Linked DNA regions of Mus musculus: all the other regions are linked to region 1. The links are chromatin contacts, called in public Hi-C maps. All regions are on one chromosome and are shown on one strand. The core of a region is the stretch at or near the end of the contact, and the rest is flanking DNA. Distances in the headings are between cores, read along the strand shown. Region 1 has its middle 330 kb from the start of Gm36824. Region 2 has its middle 130 kb from the start of Gm52234. Region 3 has its middle 2.9 kb from the start of Gm41416.

Region 1 (4,364 bases), core at 1,585-4,084:
GTTGCATGGGTACAGCCCCAAATGCACTGCATGTGGACCTGAGTTTGTGTCCCAGTACCCACATAAAAGCTGGAAATGGGGGTATGCCCCAACACCCCAGCATTGAAAAGGCAGAAAAAGGCCAATTCTTGGGGCTTGCTGTTTAGCTAGTCTGGCCTAAACAGGCAGATCCAGGTTCACTGAAATATCATGTCTCAACAAAATAAGTTGGAGATGGAGCAAGCAAGGCATTAAGGTAAACCTCTGACCTCTTTCCTTACACAGGCAGATTCTCACAACCAAGTCCACAGCCTGACTTCTCTCTTCCTACTTTGTTGTTTCTCTCCTCCTCTCTTTCTTTGCTTTTCCTTTTTTTCTTACTTTCTCTCCCATTTCCCTCCATCCCTGTTTCTCTTCTCCTTTTTTCTGCTTTTCCTCTCTTCTCTTTTCTCTTTTCCTCATTCTATCTCTTCCTCCCTTTCTCCCCCTCTCTCAAACGTGCACATGCACACACACACACACACACACACACACACACACACACACACACACACACACAAGCATGCTAACCATGCCATCTGATGTCTACTGTAAGTTAAAAATATGGCAACTTCTTGTTTTGTCTATTTCCAGAGCTATTTCTAAAGATTTTGATAATAACTAACAGTGCCAGGCTTTGTTACATAGGGAGAATTCCAATAGAGAGCTCTGAACAGAGTAATCCCATCTGGGGGCACATGCTTCTGAGGAACACAGCCTTGCCCTTGCTGTGTCCCCTTGGCCAGATGACTTATCTCCATGGCCTACCCCACTTCTTTATATTATCATGGTCCTCCCTCAACTATACCTCACTTACTATAATTTAAGGCACCTGTGGCCAGTGATAATTACAAAATATTAATATTCATCCTGTGAATAAAAAGTACTACTACTATGAATAATAATAATAATAATAATAATAATAATAATAATAATAATAACTGAAATTTGGTTTTCAACACCCACACTGAGTGGGTACACCATTAGTAAGTTCAGCTCCAACAATTCACACCCTCTCTAGATTCTTAAAGTACCTGCACACCTATGGCATACACTCATATACATACATACACATACATGCGTTTGCACTGAGATATGAACACACAATTAAAATAAGTACATATGTTTGTGGGGAAAAAACAGAGTAAGTATTTTGCCTCAGTATTGGCCAAGGCTAGGATACTGGTCATGATTTTAGGAATGCAATGGAGGTATTGGGGCTTACCTATCCTGCATAGAACCAGAGTACTGGTCATAGAAAATACCCATAGTTCCATTGTCCCCTAATTTCTTTCCCATGCCTTATGAGCATGGGATAAAACAATATGAAGGCAGAGACAGTAATGTGTCTTTGTTCTTTCCAAGAAAACTTGGTGTAAGCACACCCCCACACACACACACAAACACACACACACACACACACACACACACACACACACACACACACACACACACACACACACAAACCTTCCCAACTTATGTGAGATAATTCTTTTTAATATTGCCTCCCGCCAACATCTGGAAAGTTCTTTTTAAATTTGTCTCTTTTGCACTGATAAAGTACTCTCTTCTATGAGTGGAATTCAGCTATTGCCTCTTTCCACAAAAAGTAGAATAAACCCCCCACCAGTTGTTATTTCCTCCTGGGTTCCATCCTAATAGAATGCAGAGAGGTCTCTAAGCATGGTAAGCTGACTTCAATCCCCACTACATGGTGGAAGGAAAGAGCTGGCTTCTATAAGTTGTCCTCTGGCCTCCACATACGTCTAATGGCACATAAATGTTCACACACGTATCCATGTAAACATACATATGTTCATGCATAAATATCATTAAAAATAATATTCTAGATTATCCATAACACAGCATCAAGAACTACCTCATTCCAACACCCTCAAGTGTCTAAGACCCTATGGGAATGTACTACTGAAAGAACATTTGAATCTAAAGAAAACAGAAATACTGCATGCCAAAGACCACACACATGCTTCATGAATGAAGCACGTAATTGCTTGTAGACACCCAGTTGTAATTATGTTTATCAAAGCTATGATATGACATGTAGAAAGTGACTCACAGACAGAAACTTAGGCTGTGCCTTTCTCAAAAGTTGATCTTAAACACTATGTTGAGACCTGGCCTATCACCTTAGGAAGAAACACAGCCTTCCCACTCTAAGTATCAAAGTGTCCATATGCTGGCATTCCTGGGTGTCAGCTCTTCAAAGAAGATTCTGACAGAAAAATATCACTTTAACCAACCACTGCAACCCATCCTGTCCAGCAGATGGACACCTGCATAACACCTCACGTCACCCACACTTCTAGTACTGAATCTCAAGGTAAGACAGCAGTGTAAGAGCACATCAGATGAGCAAGCTCTGGGGCGATGGTAACAGCTGGCATGAGCCCTGGGCATGATCACGAGAAGTGGAGTCTCAGCCTTCTGCAAGGACTAATGGAAGCTGCACTACACAGATGGGGAAACAGAGGCTTGGATAAGAGACATGCCTATGATCCTACAGATAACATGAACCAGGAAGCCATGGGAAATAGAAGGTCACATCTATTCTAGGCTATAGCCCAAGTGTCCACCAGCTTGAGTATACCTGCCAAAGAAGCAGAATTTTCTCAAGGAGAGAAGTGTTGCAGAGTCAAAAAAATCATGCTGTTAACAGACAAGGAAGGTGTCTTTTAGAACTAAGCCTAGCAGAGCAATCTGGTGCATTCGCCAGATGAAGAAGGAAGTATATGCTACAGTGTCCCCAAATGCACCCATTACATCCATGCCAAAAAAAAAAAAAGGCAAGAAGAAAAGATGGTTGCTGGTGTGTCTCTGAGATGCCAGTGGGTGTCACTGCCTCCTCACAGAGCTCTGAGGGCACCTGCAGCAGGCTGCGCTGCCTCAGACACCCTACTTGCTCAGCACAGAGCCCTAAACCTGAAGTCTTCTGCACCAAGTGACCCTTTCTAAGACTTCTCATCCTGGTGTCTCAAAGATCAGATGACAGAGATGTTCTCTCAGACATCCCCCTCAGCAGTGTGTCTCTAGAAAGCTGAGATGGATCAGAGGTAGAGGAATGGCAGGGATCTGGACTATTGGTGACTGAGAGAAATGCCAATGCTTTTCCCAGTGACCACAATGAGTAGAAGACAAGCCAGGGTAGCAGAATATCCTTAAAGGAACTCCTCAAAATTGACAAAAAGACATGCTTGGATACAGAAGAGAGCCCTCCCTGGCTCCCACTCTCCCAAAGTAGGGAGTAAATTCTCCCAGTTCCATGCACAGATAGGTGATGGAAGACATCTGAGGTCGCAGGACTCTCCAGAGTTTGGAGAATTGCTGGGGTAGAGGGGGGAACCATGGGTAGAAGTTCTCTAAGGGACCAAAAGGGGTATGGGCATAGCATTGGCTAGGGAGATCTTCAAGGTCTGAGCTCTGGGCAAAGGGGCTTAACCAGACACCTAAAATGCTTGCCCGTCTGTCAGGCATGATTATAGGGCTTGCCTATTCTGCCATTAGATTGGAGTTCAAGGTCACCCATGGAAATTATTTACAGTGCAGAAGAAGGTCAGAGAATACAAAAGGCATAAATCAGACTGAATGAACATCCACAGAGGCTAAAGTGGGATGCCATGAATGACCACAGACAAGCTTAGGGAAGCTAGGTTTCAGTTTGTAGTCATGTGTGCAGGTTTGATCTCATGGAACACCAAAAGCCACTTTGTGTGTGTGAAGATGCCACAGCAAAATGCATTCTTTTCTTTTTGTAGGCTCACTTTTGAAAAATAGGCAAAGTAAAGAAAAGAAAACTTCCAACCACTGCCATTTTAAAAATAGCACATACCCATTAAAGAAGAGGTGTAAAATTCATAATTAGATCTTGGATGACTGGTAGAGCTCTACTGGCTTTTTCAGTGTCTCCTACAGTGCTGGAAGCAGATTAATTAATGCATCATGAAAGTAAGCAAGTATTCACATACATGATACATACCCATTTTATACACAAAAATAATCTAAACACCACATATATACAAAGTACATTTCTATGCAAATTATACAGTCCTCATACACACATGCAAACATACACATACACACAAGTAATATCTTCTGTACTCTTTTTTTATTTTTTAAGCAAGAACTGAGTTGCCTAGACTGGCCTTGAACTTAATCTGTAGCTCAGGCTAGGCCTTCAACTGCTGTCCTCCTGCTTCAGACACTGAAGGGGCTGCAGTCACAGGCATGGGCCACTATCACTGGCAGCACAAATGCATCGTGGAAGGTGACTGCCACATCATTTTAAGATGTCAGATGGACCTTGGAGCTAAAGCAATGACAGTGGTGAA
Region 2 (4,245 bases), core at 1,199-3,698, 620 kb after region 1:
TAATATATTCAATATAATTCTAAAGACATCCTCACAGACCCGCCTAATCTAGACAATCCCTCACTGAGACTTCCCTCCTAGGTGAGTCTAGATTGTGTCAAGATGACAACTGAAACAAATCATCACAACGATCCCTCTGCCTTTAAGACCCGAGACTTGCATAATAGCGGACTTTTGTCCCTCAACCTTGCTTACAGCTTCTGAAGTTAGACCTTATCCCATGAGCACAAGGACTCAGTATCCCTGCCTGACCTTGCTATCAGGGTATCACAACTGGGGAAGGCCAAAGATGTCACTGTGCATATGTTACAGAGTGACATCAGCAAGGGAGCTAAGAAGGTAGAAGTTGAGTGTCCACATGTAGCGGTTAAGTCTGCCTAAGAGGAGACAAGGCAGCCACTTCAAGCTTGAAGCTGGTGGTGATACAGGGCAAGAAGGGAGAGAGTAAGGTCTTTTCTCTCCTCACCATGATGACCACAGCCAACACTCCTATCACCAGACAAGTTAATAGATTCATCTGACTCTAGAGCCTTCATAATGAAGGCTCAAAGAGGAAATGTCTGTTCTATGTTTAGTCATTTCCAGAGAAATGTGAGTGAGTAGAGCATGGGGTAGTGAGAGAGATCTGAAGCAGAAACCAGTGAGCCTCTCAGACAGGGCTTTCATGGCCTCTTGATGCAAGTGTTGCTTCTTCTAGGCTACAAAGTAGAACACCTCTATAGTGTGGGTCTTGTCTCTATATAGATAAAGAGAGGCCCTATAGTTTGTTCATGACCAGGACCAAGACAGGAACATGGTTCTGGAAAGATAAGTAACTGTGGCTTTTTTTTAATTTGTTTTATATTATTTTATTTTGAAGTTATGTGTGTATGTGCATTTGTGTGAGGGTGTGTGCTCCTCAGGGCAAGTGCCCTCTAAAGCCAGAAGAGGTTGTCAGATCCCCTGTAATTTCGGTTACAGGTGTTTGTGAGCTACCCAGGGTGGTGCTAGGAGCTGAGTTCAGGTCCTATGCAAGAGCCGTGTATGCTCCTCACTGTGAAGCCATCCCTCTAGCCCTTAGGACAACGTTAAAAGCATAGTTTGGTAGTAATGTTTGCATAACATAAAATTCAGAATTTTCAACTGTGAAGCCCCAGGGCCCCCAGTGCATTCACAAGGTTGCCCAGCTACCACTTCTGTGTGCTTGCCAAGTAGGCACCTCACCTCAAAGGAAACCCACACCCATTAACAGTGGCTCCACCCACACTTCCTCTAGCTCCTGCCAACCACTTGTCTGCTTTCTGCCTTTGCCCTTTTCTGTTCTAGACATTTTATACAAATGGAATCCTACAGTATGTGACCTTCGGATCTGGCTTTTCTACTGGCAACCTGTTTTCAAGGTTCATCCCCATTATTGCTCCTGGAACGAAACTCCTTTCCTTTGTAAGGTGGAATAAAGCCTAGCTGTAGGACAGAGCCTGTTTTTGTTTAGCCATTCACACACTGATGGGCATTTAGGCTGCTTCCACATGTTGGTGTTTGTGAATGGCACTGCAATAGACCTTTGTATTGGAGTAGTGGGAAGCATGGGGGGGTGCAGGGGGGTGGATCTCAGCTCAATGGCACAGGGGCCTGAGGACCATGACCATGAGAGGTGACTTAGCTTTAGTGGAACCAGCTGATGAAGATCAGAAATTAAGATGGCCCTGCACTGTAACTGAGCAATCCAGTCAGTGGAGGAGAAAAGCAGGCCCCTTACACTGGCTTAGGGGGTTCCATCAGGTTTCTGCTTAGAAGGGGTTCCTCTCTGCGAAGATCTGTTCGGCTGAGCAGACAGCTACTCTGGCATTCCTGCAGTTCACAGCATCAGAGTAGCTCCAGGGATGTTACCTCTGTGATAAAGATGGGCATAAAGAAAGATAAAAACAGAATTACAGGATCCGAGTGGTTCCTGGGATGGCTGGAAAGGTCTCCAGGCATCATTTAAGAGAGACAGCAGAAGACATGGTAGCTAAGCATGGCTTGACATCTCCATCTGTCACCTGCCCTGGGCGTGCCCTTGCTGAGATGCTCTGACCCCTGAATACCACACCCCTGCTTGTGCTGAGACTGGCTCTTCTTACTCACCAGTCCTAGGCTTCCTCCCCACCCACTGAGGACCTGGCCAAGTCCTCACACCACAGTCTTAGCCACACAAAGCCACCCTCCGCCTCCTCTTTAAGTCCATTTAGAATTGATTAAATTTCTTATTTAAATTGTAAATTTCCCTCCCTTGGAAGGCTTGCCTAAACTTCCCCATTACTGCTCTATTAGCAGCCGCCCTCCCCTCTCGTTACAGATTTCCTGGTATCCAAGCTATCACTTGGTGGTTAGTGAAAATACAGGCTGCTCCAGTGGGTGATCCTAGAGGGCCATGTGGGAGCTGGCAGGGAGTCCTTTGAATAGAGGTGGAAGGGACTGAGGCACTGGCTGAGCTGTCCCTGTCCCTGCTTAGGCTGCCAGAACTGAAGAGGTGGAAAGAGCCAGCCTCCGGTCCAAATGCTGTTGTCTGCCAAGGCCAGCAGTTACAATCTTTCACAGACTTGAGCATTTTACAATTCCTCCTGTGACCGGGCGTTCATGTAGACTAGAGAAAGGCAAACCATTCGTCCCTGAATTCCAAATCTACTTTAAGTAATTAAACCCATTTATTTCCATCTGAATACACGATGGGGTTGGAGGAGTTTATGGACATCTGGTGAGGAGCCTGTCTAGATAAACAAACACTGAAGGGTGGAGGGGTTGGGTGGGGTTTCTCAATGCAATGCCCTAAGCCAGCAATAGATTTCTGCCAGAATGGTCTGGAAGTTCCACACCGTAGGGACCTCTCTCCTGAGCCCTGTGTCCATCAAGAGAGCGGAAGCTGAGAGGCAGATCCAGAGACTGTAGAGCAAGGGAACGAGAGAAGGATCACTAATGAGAATGGTGCTTTCAGGGGGCTGTAAAAATATTTCAAAACTGAATCAAAGCGACAGTTGCACGCTGAGATTGCCCTACATAACACGGAATCACATACTTTAAAACTGTGAGTTGGGGTGGGGGCTTTAGCTCTACTGTCCTTGCCTAGTACGCACAAAGCCCTGAGTTCCATTGCCCACACAGCATAAACACAGCATATGGAAGCATGTCCAAAATTCCAGGACCTAGGAGGTAGAGGCAGAAGGAGACAGAGTTAAAGGTCATTTTTATCAAGACATGAGTTCAAGGTCAGCCTTGGATATAGGAGACCGTAAGTAAATCAATTATTTAGTTAAATGACTACTTAAATGGTGAATTTCATATCATTTTGAATTTCTCTTCAATTAACAACAACAAAAAGGCTATTGTCTTCACCTTTAGCTATTGATGAAATCCCCATATAACTTTTTGCCTATGCAATTTATTGCTCAACCTGGGAAACCATAGCATGGTTTCTCTAATTAAGTGAGAGGAATGTTACAGAGGTGTGGGGTTAGCCCAGCCTTCAGTAAAATGCCAACCATCTAGAATAGAAAAGAAATGCTTTGGCCTCCCTTAGGCACCCATGTGACACCAGGTACTGCTCAAAATCACCTTCATGCTGAGACTTTGAAGAATAGGGTAGCCTGTGCCTGGAGGCCTCACACGGTGGCACACAGTGGCCTCTGACCCAGGTTCCTGTGGCTCTTCTGATGACTGTGTATCCTGCTTCGATGGCTCTCCTTCTTTCAGCACAGGAAAAGTCTCTTCCCAGGAACTGCAGCCACAACACCCCTTTTCTGAGATGCTTGAAGGATGCCTGGGCCTCGAGTCACTGAATGTAGGACCAGCTATGGTTTAAAACTAATACGAATAATACTAATACTAATAATTCAGGCTCATGTTGTGACTGTGTGGTGTTGTGCTGGGATCCTTTGTTTGGAGAGGCCATGGAACCTTTTGAAGGTAGGGCTTTGCTGGAGGCTATAAGACACTGGTTCCTGTTTGGTTTATGCTTCCTGCCTGATGACCACACTGTGCCTCTACCAGATCCTCCCTCTACAACTGGCTGAGCTGATCCACCATAGCTTGCAGGGAACCTTCTACAACACTAAGGCAAACTAACCTTCATCTCTGAGTCCTCTCTTCCAGGTACTATGGTCACAGATACACAAAGGTAACTGATACAGACCCACCACCCTTGACCATGATCAATGAAGAGCTCAGAGGACTGTGACTGGGTTTTGAGGTTCTAACTTTGCATATCTCTGGAAGATTTCAATGCATGAA
Region 3 (3,858 bases), core at 1,246-3,745, 950 kb after region 1:
ATGTAAGTCCATGTTAGCACTGACTCTAATTCTAGCTTCAGAATGCAGAGAGAGGAGATCCGCAAAGCAAGCTGGCCAGAGAGACTAGCCACATCTGGCTAGAACCTGCTCCAGTGAACAAAGTAGAAAGAGAGGTTGCGGATGATCCCCAAAATTAACCTCAGGCCACCCATGCACTCAAAACCACATACATGCTAACACACATACACATCAATGCACAACACACACAAACGGAAAAAATAAAGTCAATGGGAGTAAAATTGGAACTTTGTTAGCAAAGCCAGTGTGTGTGTGTGTGTGTGTGTGTGTGTGTGTGTGTGTGTGTGTGTGTAAGACAGGATGGGGGCAGGAAGAAAGGAAGGAAAGAGATAATTGATGCTGCTTATAGTGTTTGGCCTTGTTCCTGATGATGCCTGGTGCTGAATAAGCAATATATATTGTCATGGCCTCCCTTGATCCAATGAGGAAAGATTAACAAAACATAAAACTCAAAGAGAAGCCGTTTCCGTGGAAGAAGGGATCAGTCCCCCAGAATCTCCTCTGGAGTACACACAGTCAAGAGTCAGGGAGGCCTTGGTTCCTCTCAGCCTTCTATGCAGCTCCAACCCACGTTTCCAATGCTTAGACACCCACTGTTGTTCTACACAGGCCGTTATATAAAATGTAGCCATTGCTGCTCCCTGTGGTAAACACTATGAATTCTTCCCAAGAGTCCTGGGGAGGCAAAGGCTCAGGCTGAGTCCTTTGGAACTCGCTAGTTCCTTGGAAGGACATGAGAGCCAGCCAGGCACACAGTGTCTCCACAGCTCCATGCCCTATGCTTTAATTTGTTCTCCCTCCCAAGGGGTTTTTCTTCTGGTAACAAGTTAAGTAACTCAGCTAAGGGAAGCTAACAATCACACAGACTAGTTCACTTGACACATGGCGACTCAGATCCAGAGAAGAGTAACTAGTGTCCACATCAATAGTTCTTAACTAGGGAGTCTGAAGTGGGATCTAAAGGCATCACGGTTGCCATGGCTGAGGGATGCTATAATCTCTAACATATAGTGGCTCAGGATGCTGTGTGACATCTCTGATCACAAAAACCTCCTGGCCCAGGGTCTACAGTGCTGAGATTCAATGGAGCACCTGCCACATGCAAACCCCAGTGTCTCATTGGCCACCTATAAGAATGATATGGCTGGGCTGGCAAGATGGCTCAGCGGGTAAGAGCACTGACTGCTCTTCCAAAGGTCCTGAGTTCAAATCCCAGCAACCACATGGTGGTTCACAACCATCTGTAATGAGATCTGGTGCCCTCTTCTGGAGTGCCTGAAGACAGCAACAGTGTACTTACATATAATAAATAAATAAGTCTTTAAAAAAAAAAAAAAAAAAAGAATGACATGGCTACCTACCTGAAGGTCAGATTGCCAGCCCCATCCTCTGCCTCTTCCAATGTGCCCCCATCCTCACCCTAGCCTCTGGACTCATCTATGCAGCCCATTTTGGCCAATGGCACAAGGTGAGAGTGACAGGGGACAGACCAGAGGTCTAGTGGTGGCACCAACTGCATGCTAACTATAAATTGGGCCTTAACTAGCTTCTGTATTGCCTCCTACCACCCTGCTGAGGCTTTAAGAATGAGATCCCCACCTCTGAGACACAGGGAAGTCAGGTAGCCAGTCCTCATCACACAGTTAAGTCAGGTAACCAGTCCTCATCACACAGTTAAGTCAGGTAACCAGTCCTCATCACACAGTTAAGTCAGGTAACCAGTCCTCATCACACAGTTAAGTCAGGTAGCCAGTCCTCATCACACAGTTAAGTCAGGTAACCAGTCCTCATCACACAGTTAAGTCAGGTAACCAGTCCTCATCACACAGTTAAGTCAAGTAACCAGTCCTCATCACACAGTTAAGTCAGGTAGCCAGTCCTCATCACACAGTTAAGTCAGGTAACCAGTCCTCATCACACAGTTAAGTCAGGTAACCAGTCCTCATCACACAGTTAAGTCAGGTAGCCAGTCCTCATCACACAGTTAAGTTAGGTAGCCAGTCCTCATCACACAGTTAAGCAGGTTCAGCTGCACCTGTCCAGGGCCAGGTCTGTGCTGCGTGTATTTGTTCGTCTGCCATGGACAATTTTAACACACAGGTACCTTAGACCCATTCTTCTGAGGAAACAACATGACATCCAAAGGCTTTTGAACATCAACATTTTGACCTCATTTCAGCACTGTGCTCTGATACCATGTGTTCAGACCAAAGATTCCACTTTTGATTTAGATTCTGCTTCAAGTTTTGCTCCAGAAGCTGTGAGCATCACCAGAAGCCTCTTGCCCTGGCCTCCATATCCATTCCTAGGCACTGGATACTTTGTCGCCTAAGGTGCCTGTTAGGTCTGCCACTCCTCTTTGTGTATGTGTCTTCATCTGCCCTTTAGCAGACTAAAGACTGATCACCAATCACCATCCAAAACTTCAATCAGTCTGAGCCTGGAAGGCCTGCGAGAGAGGAAGGTGACTCATCCTGCTTCACACCATGTTTCCAGAGCCTTGGAAACAGCTTGTGCACAATGGGGCTGAGCAAAAATGTGATCAGAGAGAAAGCAGGCCCACTCAAACAAGGTCCTCAAGTCAAGTGCATCAAGGGCTAGAGATTAGTAGGCAAGATGCTGAGTTTCTGCAGCCAGAGATGTTGTAAAACCCAGGCTGCTGGTTGCCATAGGAACTGCTTTCAGGTCTACTTGTCTGCAAGGAGCATAATCTTACCAGATATGAGATGGATAGCCAACCCTGGACTATATCCTGATTACAGATGACACATTCTAAGGTGGTCTGAGATCGGCTCATCATGTGATCACACTATGTGATCAGTCCTTTCCCTTCAGAATGGCCAGGACCTGAACTTTGCTCTTGGTCAACACAATGTGGCTAACATTGCAGTATATGAAGATGGTAGTGTCATTTGGCAGGAGCCTCTGAGGTTCTCATTCTTCTTAGTCTTGATGAGGTAAACATCGTACCAAGAAGAGGCAAGAATCATAGATAACGCGTGAAGAGCACTCAGCTCAGAACCTAGACTTCTGATCTATTAGTCACAAGGCAAACCTTTCCAGCGAGGCCTCTAGGAAGATGATATGGGTCATGCTTACTTCAACTAAACTAGATTTGGAATTGTCTAGAAGGCACACCTGTTGGGGAGGCTTGTCTGACCAAGTGGAACCTATGAAGGACATTTCACATTCAAATCATGGCAGGAAACACATGAGGTTGTTCATAGCCAAGGAAAGAGTGGAGTTTAAACATGGGCAGCCAAACTCCCAGGGCAAGGTGACCAGTAAGATAACAGATGTGGGATGAAACAGGATCTGAGATCCAGCAGGAACACAAAGGAGTTCTGAGGGCAGAAGTCCATGGAATATTTGAGACAGACACCAAATTTTGGCAGGTGGGAAGAAAGTATTCACAGAAGGCATGAAAACAGAACTCATGGGAGAGTTTTAGTTTCTTCCCAAGGATCAAGGCTTCTGAAATACCCCGGGGCTCCAGAAATCAGAGGAGATGGGGTAGAACCCTCAACACGTTGACAATGTTCTTGGGATCCAAAGACTGGGGCAGTGTGTTGTGTCCCCTCTGGCTGACTGGTTTCCATCCTTACAGCCTACCCTCCCCTTGAAGCCCCATCTGGGGTGATTAATGGGTTTAATTTATCATTAACTTCTATGGATCTGAGCTGGACTGAGGTGTCCTAAGAGTTAATGTGTGAACAATTGGTGGAGGAGCAGAGGTCTCTCCCTGCTTGTTTATATTCATTGTGCACTAAGGACAGTCCTAATTTGGCCATTTGTCTCTGGTCTGACTTCACTGCACTT

The links. Hi-C and Micro-C count contacts between places; a contact is called where the count stands out from the background.
Region 2: a Hi-C map of cerebellum shows a contact between it and region 1, with 1.8 times the contacts expected there. The contact joins two enhancer-like sites. A contact is called at or near these places in 1 of 484 Hi-C or Micro-C datasets (cerebellum) and 1 of 9 other capture datasets (embryonic stem cells).
Region 3: a Hi-C map of cortical neurons shows a contact between it and region 1. The contact joins two enhancer-like sites. A contact is called at or near these places in 9 of 484 Hi-C or Micro-C datasets (the N1E-115 cell line, cardiomyocytes, cerebellar granule neurons and 4 more) and 7 of 115 datasets of contacts at active chromatin or transcription factors (astrocytes, embryonic basal ganglia, embryonic brain and 4 more).

Annotation. Positions count from the first base shown.
Region 1 is chr16:6,429,696-6,434,059 of GRCm38.p6, reverse strand. It overlaps a transcript of Rbfox1 not described here. Among named protein-coding and RNA genes, the nearest start is that of Gm36824, 330 kb to the right of the region's middle. Within about 2 kb of position 2,834, at least 7 of the 459 cell types and tissues checked have an H3K27ac peak or open chromatin away from gene starts, as enhancers often do. A contact at or near this core is called in cerebellum and cortical neurons, where this site is marked.
Region 2 is chr16:5,809,689-5,813,933 of GRCm38.p6, reverse strand. No RefSeq gene overlaps it. Among named protein-coding and RNA genes, the nearest start is that of Gm52234, 130 kb to the left of the region's middle. Within about 2 kb of position 2,448, at least 17 of the 459 cell types and tissues checked have an H3K27ac peak or open chromatin away from gene starts, as enhancers often do. A contact at or near this core is called in cerebellum, where this site is marked.
Region 3 is chr16:5,479,083-5,482,940 of GRCm38.p6, reverse strand. No RefSeq gene overlaps it. Among named protein-coding and RNA genes, the nearest start is that of Gm41416, 2.9 kb to the left of the region's middle. Within about 2 kb of position 2,495, at least 15 of the 459 cell types and tissues checked have an H3K27ac peak or open chromatin away from gene starts, as enhancers often do. A contact at or near this core is called in cortical neurons, where this site is marked.